4 separate regions of the Sus scrofa genome follow, and regions 1, 2 and 4 are each linked to region 3. The links are chromatin contacts, called in public HiChIP or PLAC-seq maps. All regions are on one chromosome and are shown on one strand. The core of a region is the stretch at or near the end of the contact, and the rest is flanking DNA. Distances in the headings are between cores, read along the strand shown. Region 1 overlaps PRUNE2 (protein prune homolog 2). Region 2 overlaps PRUNE2 (protein prune homolog 2). Region 3 overlaps GCNT1 (beta-1,3-galactosyl-O-glycosyl-glycoprotein beta-1,6-N-acetylglucosaminyltransferase). Region 4 overlaps PRUNE2 (protein prune homolog 2).

What was found. HiChIP or PLAC-seq counts read pairs in DNA pulled down with a chosen protein or histone mark.
Region 1: a contact with region 3 is called in an H3K27ac HiChIP or PLAC-seq map of alveolar macrophages. The contact joins two enhancer-like sites.
Region 2: an H3K27ac HiChIP or PLAC-seq map of alveolar macrophages shows a contact between it and region 3. The contact joins two enhancer-like sites. A contact is called at or near these places in 2 of 2 datasets of contacts at active chromatin or transcription factors (alveolar macrophages and skeletal muscle).
Region 4: a contact with region 3 is called in an H3K27ac HiChIP or PLAC-seq map of alveolar macrophages. The contact joins two enhancer-like sites. A contact is called at or near these places in 2 of 2 datasets of contacts at active chromatin or transcription factors (alveolar macrophages and skeletal muscle).

What each region holds. Positions count from the first base shown.
Region 1 is chr1:229,653,389-229,656,088 of Sscrofa11.1, reverse strand. The region is part of intron 15 of PRUNE2 (protein prune homolog 2); the gene reads left to right. Among named protein-coding and RNA genes, the nearest start is that of PRUNE2, 190 kb to the left of the region's middle. Within about 2 kb of position 1,403, at least 9 of the 83 cell types and tissues checked have an H3K27ac peak or open chromatin away from gene starts, as enhancers often do. A contact at or near this core is called in alveolar macrophages, where this site is marked.
Region 2 is chr1:229,625,162-229,627,861 of Sscrofa11.1, reverse strand. All of the region lies in intron 15 of PRUNE2 (protein prune homolog 2), which reads left to right. Among named protein-coding and RNA genes, the nearest start is that of GCNT1, 200 kb to the right of the region's middle. Within about 2 kb of position 1,386, at least 10 of the 83 cell types and tissues checked have an H3K27ac peak or open chromatin away from gene starts, as enhancers often do. A contact at or near this core is called in alveolar macrophages, where this site is marked.
Region 3 is chr1:229,448,170-229,450,869 of Sscrofa11.1, reverse strand. The region is part of intron 2 of GCNT1 (beta-1,3-galactosyl-O-glycosyl-glycoprotein beta-1,6-N-acetylglucosaminyltransferase); the gene reads right to left. Among named protein-coding and RNA genes, the nearest start is that of GCNT1, 20 kb to the right of the region's middle. Within about 2 kb of position 1,364, at least 15 of the 83 cell types and tissues checked have an H3K27ac peak or open chromatin away from gene starts, as enhancers often do. A contact at or near this core is called in alveolar macrophages, where this site is marked.
Region 4 is chr1:229,603,814-229,606,535 of Sscrofa11.1, reverse strand. It overlaps PRUNE2 (protein prune homolog 2), which reads left to right. Exons shown (of 27, transcript XM_021065057.1): 20 at 514-616; 21 at 1,267-1,398; 22 at 2,480-2,566. Among named protein-coding and RNA genes, the nearest start is that of GCNT1, 180 kb to the right of the region's middle. Within about 2 kb of position 1,340, at least 9 of the 83 cell types and tissues checked have an H3K27ac peak or open chromatin away from gene starts, as enhancers often do. A contact at or near this core is called in alveolar macrophages, where this site is marked.

The sequences.
Region 1 (2,700 bases), core at 154-2,653, 210 kb before region 3:
CTGCCACTGCCGTTTTATATTTTAGGATTAAGCCTTGGCTTAAGTCTCCTCATCCATAAAATGAGTGGGTTGGGCTGGAGGATCTCAATCTTTCCTTCAGTATTAAATCCCTTGACCTTAATTTGTAAATAGAAAGTTCCCGGAAGAGCTTTGGCATTCACAAATTACATTTCTTCATGAAAGGAACAGAAATCGGAAAGAACAGCAGGAGTATAATGAAGGTTAGCAAAGTGCCATAAAGAGTTAAAAGCTACACCATCTTCGAGTGCAGCTTCATAAATCCAGACATTTTCAGTTGGTCTAATCTTTCTTTCTTCCTGTCAAGCTATTTCCTTCCAGAGAGACCTCAGATCCGTTATCGGAAAGAGAGTAGCAGATGGATCGCAGCAGCCCTGCTGGCATTGTTATAGATTGAGCTCAGAATTCAGGCAGCCTCAAGTTGGCTGAGCTATTATTTGGCTCCTTGTCTGCATTTTGCACACGGCTCTGAAATCCAACAGATGATTGTGTTCAATTGTGCCACTAGCCTCTTTGCTTTTAATGAGATTGCTTTGCTCATCCCTTTCTGCTCAGCTCCCGCAGTAATGAAAATTTTCTCACTGCTGGGGAGGGGACAGATTTTCCCCTGGCATTTATATTACCTTTGCATAAATAATTTACTCTGAATATGTCTGAAAGATTTCTTCCTGATGGATCTTGGGAGGATCTAACTACTATCTAAAACAGTAGTTTTCTAGGTGGGGCCCAAAAACCAACAGGCCTCATCAACACCTGGATATTTGCTAGAAAGGTACATTGCCTGTCCCACCTCATACCTCCTGATCAAGAACCTGGGGTGTGGTCCAGCTGTCATATTCCTCCTCTAGGGGATTCTGAGGCACAGCAAAGTTTGAGACCCACTGGTTTAAAACTTACCCCCATCCCTCTAGGAGTTTATAGTTTAATAAAGGATTTAAACATAGTGAAAAGGTAGATAATAGTGTGAAATTTAAATCAAAATAGTTGATGACCAATGTCATTTAAATAGCTACCAGTTATGGATTTCCTGTTGTGGCTCACCAGAAATGAATCCAACTAGTAACCATGAGGATGTGGGTTCAATCCCTGGCCTCTTTCAGTGGGTCGGGGATCCAGCGTTGCTGTGAGCTCTGGTATAGGTTGCAAACTCGGCTCAGATCCTGCATGGCTGTGGCCGTGGCCAGCAGCTATAGCTCTGATTGGACCCCTAGCCTGGGAACTTCCATATGCTGCAGGTGCAGCCCTAAAAATCCAAAAATAAGTAAATAGCTACCAGTTATAGGGATTTGCCCTGGACCAGGTACTGAACTGTATACACAGGAGCTCATGTTACCATGCCAACTGTATGAGGTAAGAATTACACAAGGGAGGAAACTGATGTTCAGAAAGTGTGAATCACTTGATCTAGTTTATAGTTAGAAAGTGAAAGGAGTTCCTGTTGTGGCTCAGTGATTAACAAATCCATCTAGGAACCATGAGGTTGCGGATTCAATCCCTGGCCTTGCTGAGTGGATTAAGGATCTGGCATTGCCGTGAGCTGTGATGTAGGTTGCAGATGTGGCTCGGATCTGGCGTTGCTATGGCTCTGGCCTAGGCCGGTAGCAACAGCTCCCATTAGACCCTTAGCCTGGGAACCTCCATATGCTGTGGGTGCAGCTCTGGAAAAAGACCAAAAAAAAAAAAAAAAAAAAAAGAAATTGAAGAAGCTGGGGAGTTTGAATTTAAGCCTCTCTCTGTCTGGAATGTGTGTTAATGCTAGTAAGTTAACAGAAAGGCATCTATGTAGGACACTTGTATGGAGAAAGAACCAGGAAGAGCTTATTACCCAGGAGTGCCCAGGGCCCAGGACACTTTAAGAGACTCCTGAGAGGCTTTGAATTTCTTTTAAAAATCAAAAGAAAAAAATGATTATATTACTGTGTGGATTATATTCTGGTGTGAATTATATTTCCTTCTATCAATGTGGATATGAAACAAATTTTTAGGGTTTTGGTTTGTTTTGGTTTTTTTTAAAGTGAAGCAAAGAGCCCATGAAGGCAAAAGTGTGTCTAAGCCTCTCAAAAGTCATACCGAGGTCCTGAGAGATGCAATTCGAGATAGGCATGAAAGGAAAGTCATAGTCTGGAAAGACAAAGAAGGAGATAAGAGGCCAGCCAAGTTAACTGGAGAGAGTAACATAAAGGAAATCCTGGAGACAGGAAGGTAATCACAGAAGCAAGGTGATAAGATAGCCATAGTTTCCCAACCAAAACCTGGAGTCATCTTCTGATGCATAATCTGACCATAGGACCAAAATCCAGACTGCCTTGAAAAAAAGAAAATTAAAACCTGCTTCTCAAAATAAGCTGATAGTATATGCAAGATGAGTTGCATTGACTTCTTGCTGTCACATCACCTAGGCCCCCCCCACCCCCGCAATGCCCACACTGTGTTGAGGGCAGTAAGCTGTGTTTTCAACATCGGAAGGAGCATCAGAAAGAAGCCTTGTTACCTAGTGAGTCTTATTCACAGAACTTGGTATGAGTGCTGGGAGAGTAAACAGTCTGCTTCAGCACTGTGTTCTCACTCCCTAGAATCAGTCTTCACAGAGGCTTTTGCCAGCAGCCTGGTCATCTTCCAGCTGTAGACCACCAGCTAAGGATTGCACACCAAGTCCCCAGTGATGCCTGTGCCTGATCTTTC
Region 2 (2,700 bases), core at 137-2,636, 180 kb before region 3:
ATATTTTGACACTTTCTTTCCTGTGGCTAATGTTTTTTCCGGTATTTCTTTTTATATCACTTTCTTGTCAACACTTTGCATTATTATTTTTAGATATTCCTTTTTTAAGCAGCATGGCTGCTTGGGGTAAATGACACTTACCTCCTATGAGGAACAAATCTCAGTGCTTTAACACCATGAAGGTTTAAACGTTATTCTCTAATTATTGTGATCTTTTTCATATTGTTCCTATTTTAAAAAGACTTTTCTTGCTAGTTCTTCTGTTTATGGCATCTGCTGGCAATCCCTCATAGTGTTTTTTTCCTAGTAGAGTTTGTGGTTTGGGAGGTGAAGGCTGAGATTTTGGTGTGAGCTCATCTTTGAGAGGTTTTTTTGTTTTTTTTTTTCTTTGTCCTAAGTGGATTTCTATTGAATCCTAGATTGTAAAATCCTAGCACTACCAAGAGGTTTCACATTTGGTTCTTCTGAAACCCTAGGACTCTAGGCCTTCAATGGTCCTAGGTGAATTTTAATTTTAATTTCTTGACTTGTGTTTCCTATATCATTCAGGTACTATTCATTGAGACATTCTTGGTATGTAAGTAATGTCGCTAGTTCTCATGGGTTGCTTTTTATTTTCCACCCAAGATTCCAGGCAAACTGGGCTTTCCAAGGCCAGAGGATAAAGTTTGTTCTCACCTCCTTTCCATTAGGAGGGCAGTTCTTTAAGGGCCATAGCCTTATTTAGAATTTTCAGGTCTAGGCCTTTCTTCTAGCACCTGGAGGTCACTTCCTGTGGGGCCTTAAGACCTGTGTCCAGCCCAAACTCTGCAAGCTACGTTTCATCATCTTTAGACTATGAGCCCAGAGGTTCTACCTTGAATTTAATAGCATTGTTTTATTGTGATTACATTTAATTTATGTGACTCTTTTAGGTGAGTGACTCTTAAGTTTCTATATGTACAGTGATACAAACCTTCCCTTCAAAATGAACTTATTTAACTAAATAAGTCATTAAGTAAATTGATAAGTGCTAAGTAGCTATGAAAAGCCCATAAAGGTGGTATGGAAAGCATTTGGTGCTCTTCTGAGCTTTATCATCATGTTTAAAATGTTATTTTGTGCTTTAACAACCAAGACAAAAAGATGTCAAAGCCTGGGTTGAGACTGTGGGAAATGGGGTTACTCAAATCAGGGCATGGTGTGAGTCAGATGTTCCCTTCAAAACAAATAATAAAGTCAGCTCTGCCAGTCAGAATGGGCTGGATTAGTGTGTGGTAACAGAGAAACCCAATATCTCAGGGCAAAACACAAAAATTTCTTTTTGCTCACGTATCCGACAAGCTTTATTTAGTAGAGGCTCTGCTCCTCACAGCCACTGAGTGGAGCTCCTCTACAGGCACCAAAGGACACCTGCCACTTCTGCTCTCATTTCATTCATCAGAGTAAGCCTGACAACCTCCCTAATTTCAGAGGAGGAGAGGAAAGTATAATTTTACCATGTGCCCAAAAGGCGAAAGCCGGAAATATTTGGTGAAGAATGATACTGATTGTACAACCATTCAGCAAACAAACAGTTCTGGATCCGTCCTCTAGATGGAGAGGTGGAGCCATGCACCTGTTGAGCAGGTCAGCCATTGTAGAGTCAGACTTGTGTTTACAACTCCTTCAGCCTTTTTGTAGTTCCAATCTGTATACAGAAAACTCCAAATTAAGTAGTGGCTATGGGTGGGTAAGGTAAACTGCATACTTTCATGATGGAATGATTTGTCTCCTAAAAGATCCCAAGAGGCTTCTATTACTGATGGTAAAATTCCATCCTGCTTTCTTTACCAGCTACTCTTTTTGGCCCCTTCGTTTCTACAAATATTTATAGTCCTCCTGTATGAATGCAGTTAAGTATTTACAATGCACACAACTTAGGTTTCTCTGTGGTTTGCCTCTGGGCTGTTCTGGTTCAGGGTTCCTTTTCTGACCCTGAGGTTTCCTAAAAAAGTCCCCATGTCCTTTTGTAACATGCCTGTGTTTGTGACCCTCTCCTCTGTGTACCACTTGATCACAGCTTCAGCTTTTCCTTTCCTTTGCCCATACCACCTCTGGCTTTCTAGAACTTTCTTTACAGGATCTCCACTCTGTGTCGCAAAGGGGCATTGAGAGGGAGACAGAAGCTCTCTTCACTAACCAGTGAGTCCAGGGGCACTTGCAGGCTCTATGGAGGTTTGTGTAGCACTGAAATTTTCCCTTACCTGGGCTCATACAGTGGTAGCAACCGTAATTATATTTTGTCTAATCATGACACATACTTCTGTTAAATCACTAATCCCGCCCTTATCTTTTAAATGAAGGAATGCAATACCTTAAACTTAGTCAATGCTTTATAATCTCTAGCATATTTTCATATGTATTTTATTTATTCTTTTTAATTCTCCACAGTTGCTGTGATGTTGGGTAGTTAGTGCCTTCATTTAAAATCGCAGACAGCTAATTTTCTCAGGATTAATCTGCTTGTAGTAGAACTATAACCTTGTATCAAGGACTCTTTCAGTTATTCCATGATGTTGTCCATAACGTGCAAACATTTGAAAAACCTACGTGATTTTAAGACAGATACTATTTATCCATTTTTAAACCCTTCATATTTATTTTGGAGCTAAGGCCAGCACCCTTAGTGGCTGGTGACAGTCATTATTTTTAACTCCATCATCCCATCTTCACCATAAG
Region 3 (2,700 bases), core at 115-2,614:
TAGTGATAAAATTAAGACCTATCATGATAGCTAATCAGTTTTAAACATAACTAATATAAATCAATATTCTCAAGCCTTGGTAAGCAGAACAGTTATTATTTTCTTTCCTTCCATTTTTACCTTCTTTTCACATTTCTATGAACTGTTTAAATTCCATGTCAAAGCCTATTAAACAGTTACATAAAAACTTGGAGTTCCTGTTGTGGCACAGAGAAACGAATCTGACTAGGAACCATGAGGTTGCAGATTCGATCCCTGGCCTTGCTCAGTGGGTTAAGGATCCGACATTGCCGTGAGCTGTGGTGTGAGTCACAGACACAGCTTGGATCTGGCATTGCTGTGGCTCTGGCGTAGGCCGGCAGCCGCAGCTCTAATTAGATCCCTAGCCTGGGAACCTCCGTGTGCCGTGTGTGTGGACCTAAAAAGACAAAAAAACAAAAGCAAACAAAAAACAGTTATATGAAAACTTAAAATACGTAGTAAACATGATTAGTGAAAGTCTCAATGACCTGTCCCTATTTTAATTTTATTTTATATTTTATTTTTTATTTTATTTTATATTTTATTTTTTTTGTCTTTTTAGGGCCACACCCATGGCACATGGAGGGTCCCAAGCTAGGGGTCATATTAGAGCTGTAGCCACTGGCTTACACCACAGCAACACTGGATCTAAGCTGTGTCTGCGACCTACACCACACCTCAGGGCAACACCGGATCTCCAACCCACTGAGCAAGGCCAGGGATCAAACCTGTGTCCTCATGGATGCTAGTCAGATTCCTTTCCACTGAGCCACGACAGGAACTTCTGTCCCTATCTTTAAATTAGATGCAACTAAAACTAGGCTTCATCTGTGTGATCACCTACAAAAGAAAAACCAATAAAAGGTTCTCTATGCTTGAATTAATGGCATAAAAAGTTCTACAAATTTTTTTTTTCTTCACTTTTTACAGTACTAAGGAACAAAATGTCATTTAAATAACTTGTGCATCTCATTCATGTTTAGAAATAGTATTCATTCTTTGCAAGTGCTCCTCTGAGGAACAGCCAGGGACACAGGCAGCTGACGGCCTGAAAGAGGAACTAAAACCTCCCATTTCTGCCCACAGTCTTGGTAGGACCCATGAAATACACTCCAGTCTGCACTACAGAGAAGAAAGCTCTAAATCCATCTAAAGGAAAAGAAAGGGCCTAAGAAGGCTTCCTCAATTACAGCCTACCTGAATCTTGAAAAATGGGTAGGATGTAGATACTAGAAAAGAGAAAGCACCCCTTGTTTCTATGCATGCTGACAGAGTAAAAGCCTGAAGCAAAGGAAGTGCAAAAGGAAGATTATGATGTGTAACAAAAGCAGTTTTTTAGAAAAGAGGAAGGTGAGTAAGAGGTAGTATCTGTTTACCACTCATGTTCCATAACCCTAGAGACCTCCTTTCATGTTATGACACAAAGTCTATTTCTCAGTTATGAACCACAGCAATGAATCGATTTTTAAGCACATCTGTGGAAATGAAGGCAAGATTTCAGTAAAGAAATCAGAAGAGTGATGATAAACAGGGGACACATACATGCCCCAAACGATGCAAGTAATCTCTCATAAGAAAAAGCCAGACACCTATAGTCAATCTTTAACAAAGGAGGCAAGAACATAAAACAGGGAAAAGACAGTCTTTTCAGCAAGCATTGCTGGGAAACCTGGACAGCTGCATACAAAGCAATGAAACCAGAACACACCCTCACACCATGCTCAAAAATAAACTCAAAATGGCTTAAAGACTCAAATATAAGACAAGACACCATCAAACTCCTGGAAGAGAACATAGGCAAACCATTCTCTGACATCAACATTAGCAATATTTTCTCAGGTCAGTCTCCCAAAGCAACAGAAATAAAAGCAAAAATGGGACCTAATCAAACTGACGAGCTTTTGCACAGCAAAGGAAACCATAAAGAAAACAAAAAGACAACTTACAGAATGGGAGAAAATAGTTTCAAAGGATACAATTGACAAGGGCTTAATCTCTAGAATATACAAGCAACTCATACAATTCAATAGCAAAAAAGCCAACAACCCAATGGAAAAATGGGCAAAAGACCTGAATAGACATTTTTCTAAGGAAGATGTACAGATGGCCAACAAGCACATGAAACAATGCTCAACATCAATGGTTATTAGAGAAATGCAAATCAAAGCTACCATGAGGTACCACCTCATACCAGTCAGCATGGCCATCATCAATAAATCCACAAATAACAAATGCTGGAGGGCATGTGGAGAAATGGGAACCCTCCTGCACTGCTGGTGGGAATGTAAGCTGGTACAACCACTATGAAGATCAGTATGGAGGTACTTTAGAAGACTATACATAGAACTACCATACGACCCAGCAATCCCACTCTTGGGCATATATCCGGACAAAACTTTCTTTGAAAGAGACACATGCACCCGCATATTCATTGCAGCTCTATTCACAATAGCCAAGTCATGGAAACAACCCAATTGTCCATCGACAGACGACTGGATTAGGAAGATATGGTACATATACACAATGGAATACTACTCAACCATAAAAAAGCACAAAATGCTATTTGCAAAAACATGGATGGAACTAGAGACTCTCCTGCTGAGTGAAGTAAGTCAGAAAGAGAAATTCAAATGCCATATGATATCACTTATATCTGGAATCTAATATACGGCACAAATG
Region 4 (2,722 bases), core at 91-2,590, 160 kb before region 3:
AGTGTGTGAGTCTCAGGTTACATTGCAGGTCGGTGGCTAAATTTTTCCCCTCAAATTAACCAAGCTCTAAAACTAGGAGGAACTAAAGAGGATCAAACAGAATCTCTTTCTTGGCTATGAAAGGAGGGAATATTATATAAATTCACTTTTTTTATTATATAAATAAGAAGCTCTTAAGTAAAAAATGTTGCCCCCATCCTTTGATAAGTTGAATATTTAAACACCAATTTATGACTATGTACAACATATATAATCATCCATAATACATGAATACTCAATATTTGCAAATACATTCACACTATATGTTTAAGAATCTACTTAATTTATATCTGAACCACCGAAGGATATGTGTAAATACTTACAGGAGAATAATCTATATAGTACCCATTTAAAGATAGACCTATTACATCCACATACACTTTCCAAGGCTTCCAGATTTATCCTTTAGGTTAAATATTTTGTGTTGTTAAGAGCTTTCACTTGGTTACAAATGTCTTTTTGTTTGTCCCCCAGGATACTATGGGGACGGCCTAAATGCCATCATTGTGTTTGCTGCCTGTTTTCTGCCAGACAGCAGTCGGGCGGATTACCACTATGTCATGGAAAATCTTTTCTTGTGAGTGATACTTACGACAAAGTGCTTTGAGCTGCAGTCTGTGGGCATGTCATGGCAGATAGAGCATCTTTAATAAAAGGAAATCAGTGATGTAGAATATTCTATGCCTTTGATTAAAAGTCGATGAAATCTGTGTCGAGGAAAATTGCTCAAGAGACTAAAAGCTTTAGAGGAGCTGTTTTGTCAGAATAAATTGAAAACAAAATGCACAGTTTGGCCTGTATTTTAACATTCTGTAACATTTCCTTTGGCTGAGGTGTCATTTTTATTCCCTGATAACATGTTCTCAGTCAACTGATGATAACCTGACTTCATTTATATCTGCCGTCACTTAATCTGCCCTGAGCCTAGTATATAGTAACATTGTTGACATTTTTGAAAGTCAGGTTTCTAACCCACACATTTTTCAGGTGTACTAGCATTAAAAGAGAGAGAGGGGAGAGAGAGAGAGACAGATAACAAATAAATGAATAATACTCTCAGAGAAATGATCTTAGGTAACTGCAGTCTTCTCAAGGTGAAGAGGTAATATGTGCAACCATTCTTAAATGTCATGCACCCTGTAATTTAAGTGTTATATAATTATGGGAAAATAAGATGAACTCTTTCATGTGGGAACTGACAACACTCCTCTTCCTTCCTGTGATCAGATATGTAATAAGTACTTTAGAGCTGATGGTAGCTGAAGACTATATGATTGTGTACTTGAATGGTGCAACCCCAAGACGGAAAATGCCAGGGCTGGGCTGGATGAAGAAATGCTACCAGATGATTGACAGACGGTATGTAGACGCCATTATTTAATCACTATTTTGACCTCCTCCACAACGTCCATCTCCAGTTAGGTTTTAATTTACCAAAATTGCAGTCACAATTTAGGAACACTGAATTAATGAAGAATTGGGGTAATAAATTATAAAAGTATTAATCAAAGTGTTACTTGATGCCCCAAATCTGAAATAAGGCAACTCTTGCTTTATTTTGTTCAATGCTGAAATCTTTTTGTTAAATGTTGTAAAATACTTGGTGACCAAGTATTTTAAAGTATGCCCATCCTTTTGCCACATGGAGGTGCAATTTGAGCTGAAAAACCAAAGTATCTGGGAGTCGTTATTGATATCACGTGACCTTGCTGATGTTTTTATGCACTAGGACGATTGTGACTTAGGCAACCCTTGTTCTCTTATTTCAACATTCACTGTTAATTCTGGCCCATGGGGGGACCTTTCTGTACTCTTTCCTCAAGCTACATCACTTCTGTCCATGCTGGTTTTATTAGAACAAAACACGTGGTCGCCATCTATAGGAGAATGGCCATAATAAGCATAGAGGTTTATGATGTCTACCATATGTGTGGCTTCCCCTCAGATGTGAGTGTCCTGTTATAGTAACTAAAATCTATTTCACCATCCAAATGTACACAAGTAGCATTGCTAATGCTGAGAAATATGTCTGAATATCAAAAACATTAAAATGATAATCTGTAGGTCATATAACCACATAATAGACTGTTACTATTTTCATTATACAGAAGAAACCAAGGCTCAGGTGAATTGGCTGAGTTGCTAGTAAAGAGCGTATTCATTTCAGACTGATAAAGATAATGGTGACAAAAATGAAAAGCATCATTAAACAAAAATATTCCAGGTCAGTTATAGATTTATGCACTCTAAGAATGTAGTATTCTATTTTATATTTATTCTATGGAGAAGTAAGATTTGAATCATGCAAATTTCAAATTATATCTTAAAAGGCATTCTTTTTATTAATCATGGCATTCTATACCTTCATACCAGATAACAGTAATTTATATAGAACTCCCTATTATTATATATGTAATTGTTTTTTCTCTTTTCAAAATAGGTTGCGGAAGAATTTAAAATCATTCATCATTGTTCATCCATCTTGGTTCATCAGAACAATCCTTGCAGTTACACGACCTTTTATAAGGTATGCTTGATATTGCAGTAGAATTAATACTACTTTAATTATAAAAATATGCATTCATTGTCCTCTAAACAATAATTCATAAACCAGCAGAGTATTTAGAAAAACATGTTTTACTTCTCCCTTTTCTGGAAATCTATTTTGGACCACCCAGCAAGA